3 separate regions of the Pan troglodytes genome follow, and regions 2 and 3 are each linked to region 1. The links are chromatin contacts, called in public HiChIP or PLAC-seq maps. All regions are on one chromosome and are shown on one strand. The core of a region is the stretch at or near the end of the contact, and the rest is flanking DNA. Distances in the headings are between cores, read along the strand shown.

Region 1 (2,802 bases), core at 103-2,602:
ATTCATGTCGTTAATATATGAAAATATGTCATTAAGATATAAAAATCTGCATGGTAAAAGTTAACAGTAAATTCAGAAAATCCATTACTTCTTCGGAGGGCAGGTAATTCAAAAGGAGAAAGATGTACAGGTGGCTTTAGGAATGTTCTATTTCTTCAGCTGGCAGTAGGTTACTGAGGTGTAGGAGAGGGAAAAACGGCTTCCCTCCATCCTCCTAGGTTCTTTGGCTGGGTTACAAATTAACCTGACATAGACATTAACAAGAAAAAAACCCCGTACTTAATTACATACGCAGAGGAGTCCCACCATGGTCAGATGATTGAAGATTATACAGCATCCTACGCTACTCAAGAAATGGGGGCTTGCGGCTTTCTGGGGGATGGTGGCCACAAAGTTGTGGAAAGGTGAGGGGAGGAAATATACGGTGAATAAAAGTTGTCTTGGTATGCAGATAAGATCTCCCAGGTAACAAAAATTATCGCAGAGCTGCCCTCTTTCTGATACAGATCCTTTACTGATGTATATTTCCTCTGTAGATGTCAATTTCTTTTACAACAGGACAGATTTTCAGAGCGACTCCTGTGTCTGCATTTTATCAGAATACCAGCTCAAAATATACCCTAGAAGTATATTGTAGGATGGCATATTTTGGTCTCCTACAGTCCTATTTTTGGATGGTGCATCCTGAGATCCAACAGAAGTTCTGTCTGATATAATTTCATTTAAAATTTAAAAACCTAGTTCCTACTCTTCTTTATTTTAACCACTACCCGAAAGACCTTTCCATTCTCTTGAGTTCTCCCTTAATACACTGTCCTTATGCACACTTGTAAACAGGGCCTCCACAGCTGCACATCTAGAAACGGCGCAGCTAAGTTAGCCCGCACCCCCCTTCGCAGCGATCCCCGGGCTGCCTGCACGCCCTGAGGAACCTCGCAGTCGGCTTTACCAGGGCAGGGACTAAGGCCTTCAAAAGACAGCATCCGTCTCCACTAACCTCGGGTCGCCCCGCTCAGCGGACCCAGCAGCGTCGTCTCCCTTCTCAGAGGTGGCCGGGCCTCCCGAACGCGCTACGAACTTTCCTTTGTCGCCGTCTCTCGAAGCGGAGCCCTCGTGTGGGGATCCCCCGCCCTTCGGCCACAAGGGAGGTTGTTATCCTCGGCAGATCTCCCGTTCTCACTCTTGGAGGATCGCTTTTTCTTTCTAGCCTCACGCTCAGCCGCACGACCCAGCCAGGCCTAACGCCAGCAGCCCTTCCCCTCCGGTGGCAAGGCCACTCCGCTCAGCTCCCGCGCCGACGCTACTTCCGGCCGAGTCAAGGCCCCTCCCCCTTAGAAACGCCACTTCCCTCCGTGAAAACCGCTGGACAAGGTTGAACCTAGACGCATGCGCCCAAAGCGCGGGGTGCGAGGTGGGTGGACCCATCGCTTCCCGCTCTCTCCTCCCAAAGCGCTTACGGCAGTCTCGCGGGATTTCCCCCTCTCGCGGGAATTATTTGAACGTTCGAGCGGTAAATACTCCCTGGGGCTGTCATAGAAGACTCCGCGGAGAGCGCTGCCTCTGGGTTGGCGGGCTGGCAGGCTGTAGCCGAGCGCGGGCAGGACTCGTCCCGGCAGGGTTCCAGAGCCATGGGAGCGGAAAGGAGGCTGCTGTCGATTAAGGAGGCCTTTCGGCTGGCGCAGCAGCCGCACCAGAACCAGGCGAAGCTGGTGGTGGCGCTGAGCCGCACCTACCGCACGGTAAGCGCGTCCGGCCCCGGCCGCCGCCTCTCGCCCGCCCCGGCCCACCCTCCCTCAGGGGCCCTCCGTGGCCCTCGGGCTCGGCGCACCGTGACTCCAGCCTTGTTCACCTTCGCGACTCACTTCATAGGGATCTGAGGTTCGGAGAAGTCAGGGACTTACCCGAGGTCGCCTGGGCCCAGGCCAGAAAGCCTCCGAAGCCTGGGCGTCGTTCACACGGGCCCCGCCTTGGCTTTTCTGAGCCGGCACCCCCAGCTTCTGGGCGGCGTGGACCGTTATTCCTTAGTCCGATCGTGAACGTGGAGAGAAACATTTACGACCACCGAGGCGATCAGACATCAAATATTGAACCGCAGAGTGGATCCTGAATGCGGGGGTTCAGTGGTCGTTGCCCCTGGGGTCATCGCTCCCCGCCGAACATCAAATGATTCTACCCTTGTCCTACGGTTACGTTGAATCCAATCACCAAATACGAAATTATTCTTTAGGGCCTGGCCATTCTTATTTATGTACATACTATTTGTTTGTTTTGAGTGGAACCTTGAGAAGAATAGAACAATTAATTTGGGGAAGATGAATTATCTTGAGGTCCAAGAAAAATTGTGAGTAAACATCACAGGGCTTTGAGGATATGAGATAGGATGTGCAAGTTATCTCATAAAGAAACTGCTGGTGATAGGAAGGCCTGAATATGAGAAATATAAAAGCCAGTATTGATTTTGGGTTGTTGAAGAAGCGTATTTGTAACGTACTGGTACTAAAAGGCTTATTGAGAATCAAAGATATTGAAAAAAATATATCAAAGGAATCTTTTCACTGTCAAAAGTCAAGCTTGTGTACTCCCATTATAGCCTGGAGAGAAATTCATGCAAATTGATTGCCCTTTGGCTGGTTTGGATAATTAAGAGTTTACTAAATAAAGATTTTAATTTGTCTGCATTATTATGGCTAGTGCTTTCATCAGTCTTAGGGTGATGTTGGGGATAAAGGATTTTTATCGGTGCAGTTTATGAAGGGTTTCTTTTGTCTTTCAGATGGATGATAAGACAGTTTTTCATGAGGA
Region 2 (2,802 bases), core at 164-2,663, 230 kb before region 1:
ACAGGTTCTTCAACGCCCTGTCCTATGACTTCACCCTGCACTCTTCAATCAACGATCTCCACACTATAGCCCTCTCCAAAACCCTTAAAAACCTTGACCCCAAATTCCTCAGGGAGATGGATTTGAGGTTTCCTCCCATCTCCTCCTTTGGCGACTCCATGATTACACCTCTTTCTCTGCTGCAACCCTGGTGTCTGGGCGTATTGACTTGCTATGTGCACGAGTCAACGAACCTAATAGTGTTACATCATTTTCAAAAACAGTATTTACACCGTTGCACCTGTGGAACAGATGAAAGGACACGAATAAAAATAACTCAGGCCGGGTGCGGTGGCTCACGCCTGTAATCCCAGCACTTAGCGAGGCCGAGGCAAGTGGATCACGAGGTCAGGACTTCGAGACCAGCCTGACCAACATGGTGAAACCTCGTCTCTACTAAAAATACAAAGAGTTGCCGGGCACAGTGGCTCACGCCTGTAAGTAATCCCAGCACTTTGGCAGGCTGAGGCGGGTGGATCACCAGAGGTCAGGAGTTCAAAGCCAGCCTGGCTAACATGGCCAAACACTGTCTCTACTAAAAATACAAAGATTAGCCAGGTGTGGTAGTGGGCGCCTGTAGTCCCAACTACTCGGGAGGCTGAGGCAGGAGAATCTGTTGAACCCGAAAGGCGGAGGTTGCAGTGAGACGAGATTGCGCCACTGCACTCCAGCCAGGGCTACAAGAGCGAGACTCCGCCTCAAAAAAAAATCCAAAAAAACAACAAAAAAACACAAAGATTAGCTGGGCGTGGTGGCGGGCGCCCCTAATCCCAGCTACTCGGGAGGACGAGGCAGGAGAATCGTTTCAACTAGGCAGCGGGAGGTTGCAGTGAGCGGAGATCGCTCCATTGCACTCCAATCTGGGTGACAGAGCGAGACTCCGACTCAAAAAAACCAAACAAACAAACGAAAACTCAGTGGGAGTGTCTTCACTATGCAGTCGTCTATTCAGCAACCTTGACAACAAGCTCTGGCACTCAGTTTCTATTTCCCGGGAGTTGCCCAGCGCTCCGCCCACGCCCGCTTGCAGAACTCGCCCCGCCTCCGCCCCACCCATCGTGTGACGTCACCCTATCGGTCCCGCCCCTCTACTTCGCGTTGGTCCCGGGACTGTCAACCGCGTCCGGAAGCCCCGCCTTTTCGCCCCCGCCCGCATGCGCACGCGCACACGAATGCGGGCGCACACGAATGCGGGCACACCCTTGAGTCCCCTCCACAGCCGCGGTTTGATCCCAGCGGTCCAGTCGGCCGGTGCCGCCCATCCGCCCCGCCCCCTAGACGCACGTCCGCTCGCCCGGCGCCCGAGCCAGTCCGCGCGCACGCCGTCTGCGCCCCGAAAGCCCCGCCCCAAGGCGCGCCCGCCCACCGCTCTCCACGTGCTCGCTGGAGGGCGGTGCGAGGGGCCGAGCCGACAAGATGTTCTTGCTGCCTCTTCCGGCTGCGGGGCGAGTAGTCGTCCGACGTCTGGCCGTGAGACGTTTCGGGAGCCGGAGTCTCTCCACCGCAGACATGACGAAGGTGAGAGGCGGCGGCTCGCTCATGGTCCGCCGCTGGGGCCCTGCCCGTGGGCTACCGGGGCTGCGGGGCTGGTCGAAGCCGCGGTGTCCCGGGCGCCCAAGCCAAGTTGCAAAAATCAGTTTAAAAGAAAAATTATCTCCTTGCGGGGATCGGCCTAGGCCGCTGAGGACCCCAGCGGTCGTATTGAGGGCGCGATTCCCCGCTCGGGGCTAGGGGGTGATGGCTGTAGCCGCCCTTTACCCGGCTCCGCTCGGCCGCGCACTTGCTCCAGTCGTCACCCGCGGTCCTGGCAGTAACCCAGGGAAAGACGCGGCGGTGGGGCTCCCATTCGAGCTTGGAGGAAGCCCGAGTTTGCCAAGGTGAAAGGGTTTCTGAGGTCCCAGAGTCACAGGGCTCCTTCCCCCGCGGAAGTGAAAGGTCAGGGAGTTAAGTGGCTTGGAAGGGTTTCTAGAGGAAATGCATGCCTCTCTAGAGAAAAGGGCTTTGCGGAGAGACCCACGTTTCCCAGAATTAAGAGCATCTTCCAGAAGAAAAGTGAACTCCAAAAAATTACGAAGGTCGCTCTTCAGATGTGAAGGATCTGCAAAGGGAATGGCTCTCGGAACCAGCACAAGCTTGGGAGTCATGCCTAAGCACCAGAAAGAGATGACTGTCCCTGCAGAAGAACGTTCTAGGGGGAGCTTGAGCTCCAGTCTCCTGCAGGTATCTCAGTGGCGGAGGGACCAGTCGCCTGACCAGTGCTGTCTCCAGTACTGTGCCACAGCCTACCCAGATAACAGTTGCTCAGTTGGCTCCATTGATTCCCGGGGAGTGAACAATCTTAGGGAAGTTAGAACCTGGCAGAGTTACCAATGCCAAGGAAGGCTGTTTTCTTTGGTGGAAAAGACCGAGAGGGCACTATTCTAAGTGTCTGTGTGGTTTTGTGGAAAGATCAACTGCTGGGCGGGAAGACATCTGGATTCTCACTCAGTCCTACCACACAGGAGCTCCTGTCTCAAACTAGGTTTCAGTTTCCTTATCGGTCAAGGGGGGTAAGGGTACTTGTTCTTTCCACCTCACAGAGTTGCCATGAGGCAGACAAAACATTTTTAAAGTCATAAATTGCCGTGCAAAAGTAAATACTAAGTATTACTAGGTTTGCTTCCTCATTTCTGGTATTTGAGACCTGAGACTTGTGAAGGAGATGAAGGGAGTGAGCCGCCAAGTGCTTAGCAGAATGCTTCTACCCTCCCTAGGAAGTTGGTA
Region 3 (2,802 bases), core at 181-2,680, 210 kb after region 1:
TTCGCCCCTCTAAGCCCACTAAACCAACCTGCTGGATAACAGCTCTATGCATTCGTCTCACTTAGGCAAAAAAAAGAAAAAAAAAAAAAAAGCGACTGCAGCAAGGTCGGGAGTCCCACCATTCCTGTCACCCTAAACAATCCACAGGGTGAGAGCCCCAAGCCCAGAAGTTTGAAGCAAAACGATTCAGATCCAACCAAAAAGAGGGAATTGCAGTTGAATGGGGATGGGAGGTGGGGAGGGCGATGCGTGTGTGTGTATACGTGTGTGTGTGTGTAAGGAAGAGTCCATCACATGACAGTGAAAGAGGACCAGAGTCGTCGGGGCGTCCGCAAGCAGACGGGGGGGGGGGAGGGTGTCGTTGCCGTGGCAACACCCCCCATCCGTCCAGACTTCCAAAGAGGGAGGAAGAACTTCAAATCCCAACCGTCAGCGCTCAAGCGGCTCCTTCTTAAAGGGGTACACACAGCGCCGCCGCCGAGCGCGAGAGGGCAGAGTTGGGCGCCCCCCGCCCCTCGGACGACGCCCCCGCCGCCCCTCGCCCCCAGCCGGCCCATCAGCGGCCCCCGCCCTGCGAGCGCCCGTGGGTCTCCAGGTCCAGGTCCCCGGGAACTGGCCGCGTCTGCTCACCCGGTCCCCGGCGGCGACAAGGGGGTGTGTGTGCGCTCGGCGGGGGCGCGGACCAGCCCGCCTTCCTCCGGCCGCCCTGCCCGCCGGCTCCCCTCCGCCAGGGCGCCGACCCACCGGGCCGCTTCCTCCCTCCTGTCAGGGTGGACGGCGGGCGACAGCGGGCAGCGACGGGCGCCGAGGAGTTTCGGGGAGAGCGCGAGCGGGCGGCTTCCGCGGGGGCTCAGCAAGCGGGTCCAAACTAACAGTTCCTGGGGAGCCCAAGAGCTGGGAAGGCGAAGGAGGGCGGACCGCGCCGGGCCAGCAGCCCGCAAGACAAAAGGCGAGCGCCGGGGCCGCCGCGCCGCGCCGCTCCCATCTCGCTCCCCCACCGAACTAACCCGAACGGGAGATTCAACTAAACCCCTCAGCCACAAACTCCTCGGGCTGCGACTGCGGTCGCCGCGCGGAGCCCGGGGCCCCGGCCCGCGTCTCTCTTACCTACACAGTGCATGAGGCGGTGGCGCCAAGAGTCGAGTTCCCGCCGGAATCCTCTTCTCTCCGCCGCGCACCGAGGGCTCCGGCACTGAGCGGCGGCGGCGGCGGCGGCGGCAGCAGCGGCGGCGGCAGCGGCCATTCTCTCTCTTCCCTTGTCCATCTGCGTCCCGCGTCACGCGCCCTCATTTACATACGAGCAGCGCAGGCACGAGGCAGGGGCGCGAGCCCTCGGCGCGAGCCCCGGAGCGCGCGCCCCCCGGAGGGGGGTTGATTGACACGTGTCACTACCTTCCCTCTGCCCTGCCCTCCCCCTCCCACCGCTCCCTCAGGGAGAGGCGGGGAGGGAGCCAGAGGAGAAGGAAGCAACCTGCCGCTTCCGCTGACCCCGCCTCCCCACCCACTACCCTCCTCCCCCTCCCGCTGGAGTTTACTCAGGCGAGCCATACCGCTCCCGCCGCCCGCGAAAACCCTGAGCGGGAGCGAGAGACCCGGAGCCCAGCCAGGAACCGGCGTGCTAGTGGAGCGGACTAGCAACGCCTACTTTCTGCCTTCACTACGGGACTCCGACAGTCCGGAGACTTCACTTCCCAGGCTCCATTTCGCCAGGATCTCGAAGCCGAACTTGGCGCCGTGGCGCGTTGCTTGCCGGTCATTGTAGTCCAGAAGAAAGGATTTTTTTGTTTGTTTGTTTTTCTTCCCCCCCGCACTTGGGTATGCAGGCTGGCCTGCAACTTCTCTGCGCCGCGCCGCTGGGGGGCTGAGTCTGTCGCTCCCTGCGCCCGGAACCATGCGCTGCCCGGGTGGCCGGGTCTGACCCGACTGCTTTAGCTTCCTTAGGCTCCGCGATAGAAGGGTGGTGGAAGCCGCAAGAGTTGTCGGCTCCTTGTGGGTTCAGGCTGCGTTTTGTGTTTTAAGTGCTGGAAACTTTCCGGGGTCGCTGTCTTCCTGTCACTCCGCAGGGAAAGGGCAAGCCGGTCATTCGGCTACATCTGGAATAACTGCCAAACGTCCAGAGAGAGATCCCGGAGTGACTTCGGTATTCAAGGCGAAGAGATCTCGGAAAGCCAGAATATTTGCAAGGACTAGGAAAAAGATGCGGGTTTTTTTCACTGAAAATTACTTGCAGGGGACTGGGTGTAGCCGGCTGAAAACTGCAGAAGGAAAATTTTCTTTATAAGCTCCTGGAGGGCAGCGACCCACTGAGATCTCTGTACCGTGACATCTGTCACTCGCTAGACCCTAGTACAGTGCGTGACACGGGATTAAGCACTTTACAAAGGTTAATGGAATGAATTCTACCCCGTGCTAGAGAAAATAACTTCTTCAGAGAGCGCTAGAGAGGAATCTTACGTTTAAATACAGACTCCAATCACAGTTTTTACTTTTGCACCAGAGCGATTGTGCGTTTGTTTCCGTATACGTGCAGTTTATCAAGCCGAAGCTAAGCTACCCAACGTTTGCTAAGAAGTACTGTGTATTTCTGGAAATTTATTCACAAGTCTGTGGGAAATATGTTTAATTCTTCTTGGAAATCTCATAAATTCTGAATTCAGTACCACCTTCCCTGTTTTGTGGCTTATCCTTATCCACCTTCTTTCTTTTTCTTCCTATGAGAAAGTATTTCTTTGCTCATTATGACTTCAGTAGTGAAGATGTAATTTTGCATCTTCATAAGTTAAAAATAATAAAGTTTGAACG

Evidence for each region. HiChIP or PLAC-seq counts read pairs in DNA pulled down with a chosen protein or histone mark.
Region 2: an H3K4me3 HiChIP or PLAC-seq map of stem cell-derived excitatory neurons shows a contact between it and region 1, with 11 times the contacts expected there. The contact joins the promoter of LAP3 here to the promoter of NCAPG in region 1. A contact is called at or near these places in 1 of 7 Hi-C or Micro-C datasets (stem cell-derived neural progenitor cells) and 1 of 1 datasets of contacts at active chromatin or transcription factors (stem cell-derived excitatory neurons).
Region 3: an H3K4me3 HiChIP or PLAC-seq map of stem cell-derived excitatory neurons shows a contact between it and region 1, with 4 times the contacts expected there. The contact joins the promoter of LCORL here to the promoter of NCAPG in region 1. A contact is called at or near these places in 1 of 7 Hi-C or Micro-C datasets (stem cell-derived neural progenitor cells) and 1 of 1 datasets of contacts at active chromatin or transcription factors (stem cell-derived excitatory neurons).

Annotation. Positions count from the first base shown.
Region 1 is chr3:18,294,418-18,297,219 of NHGRI_mPanTro3-v2.0_pri, forward strand. NCAPG (non-SMC condensin I complex subunit G) reads left to right here and starts at 1,353. Exons shown (of 21, transcript XM_016951398.3): 1 at 1,353-1,739; 2 at 2,774-2,802. The coding sequence starts at 1,629. DCAF16 (DDB1 and CUL4 associated factor 16) reads right to left here and starts at 1,308. Exons shown (of 2, transcript XM_063808646.1): 1 at 998-1,308.
Region 2 is chr3:18,059,904-18,062,705 of NHGRI_mPanTro3-v2.0_pri, forward strand. LAP3 (leucine aminopeptidase 3) reads left to right here and starts at 1,414. Exons shown (of 13, transcript NM_001246465.1): 1 at 1,414-1,557. The coding sequence starts at 1,456.
Region 3 is chr3:18,505,734-18,508,535 of NHGRI_mPanTro3-v2.0_pri, forward strand. LCORL (ligand dependent nuclear receptor corepressor like) reads right to left here and starts at 1,431. Exons shown (of 7, transcript XR_010156487.1): 1 at 1,108-1,431.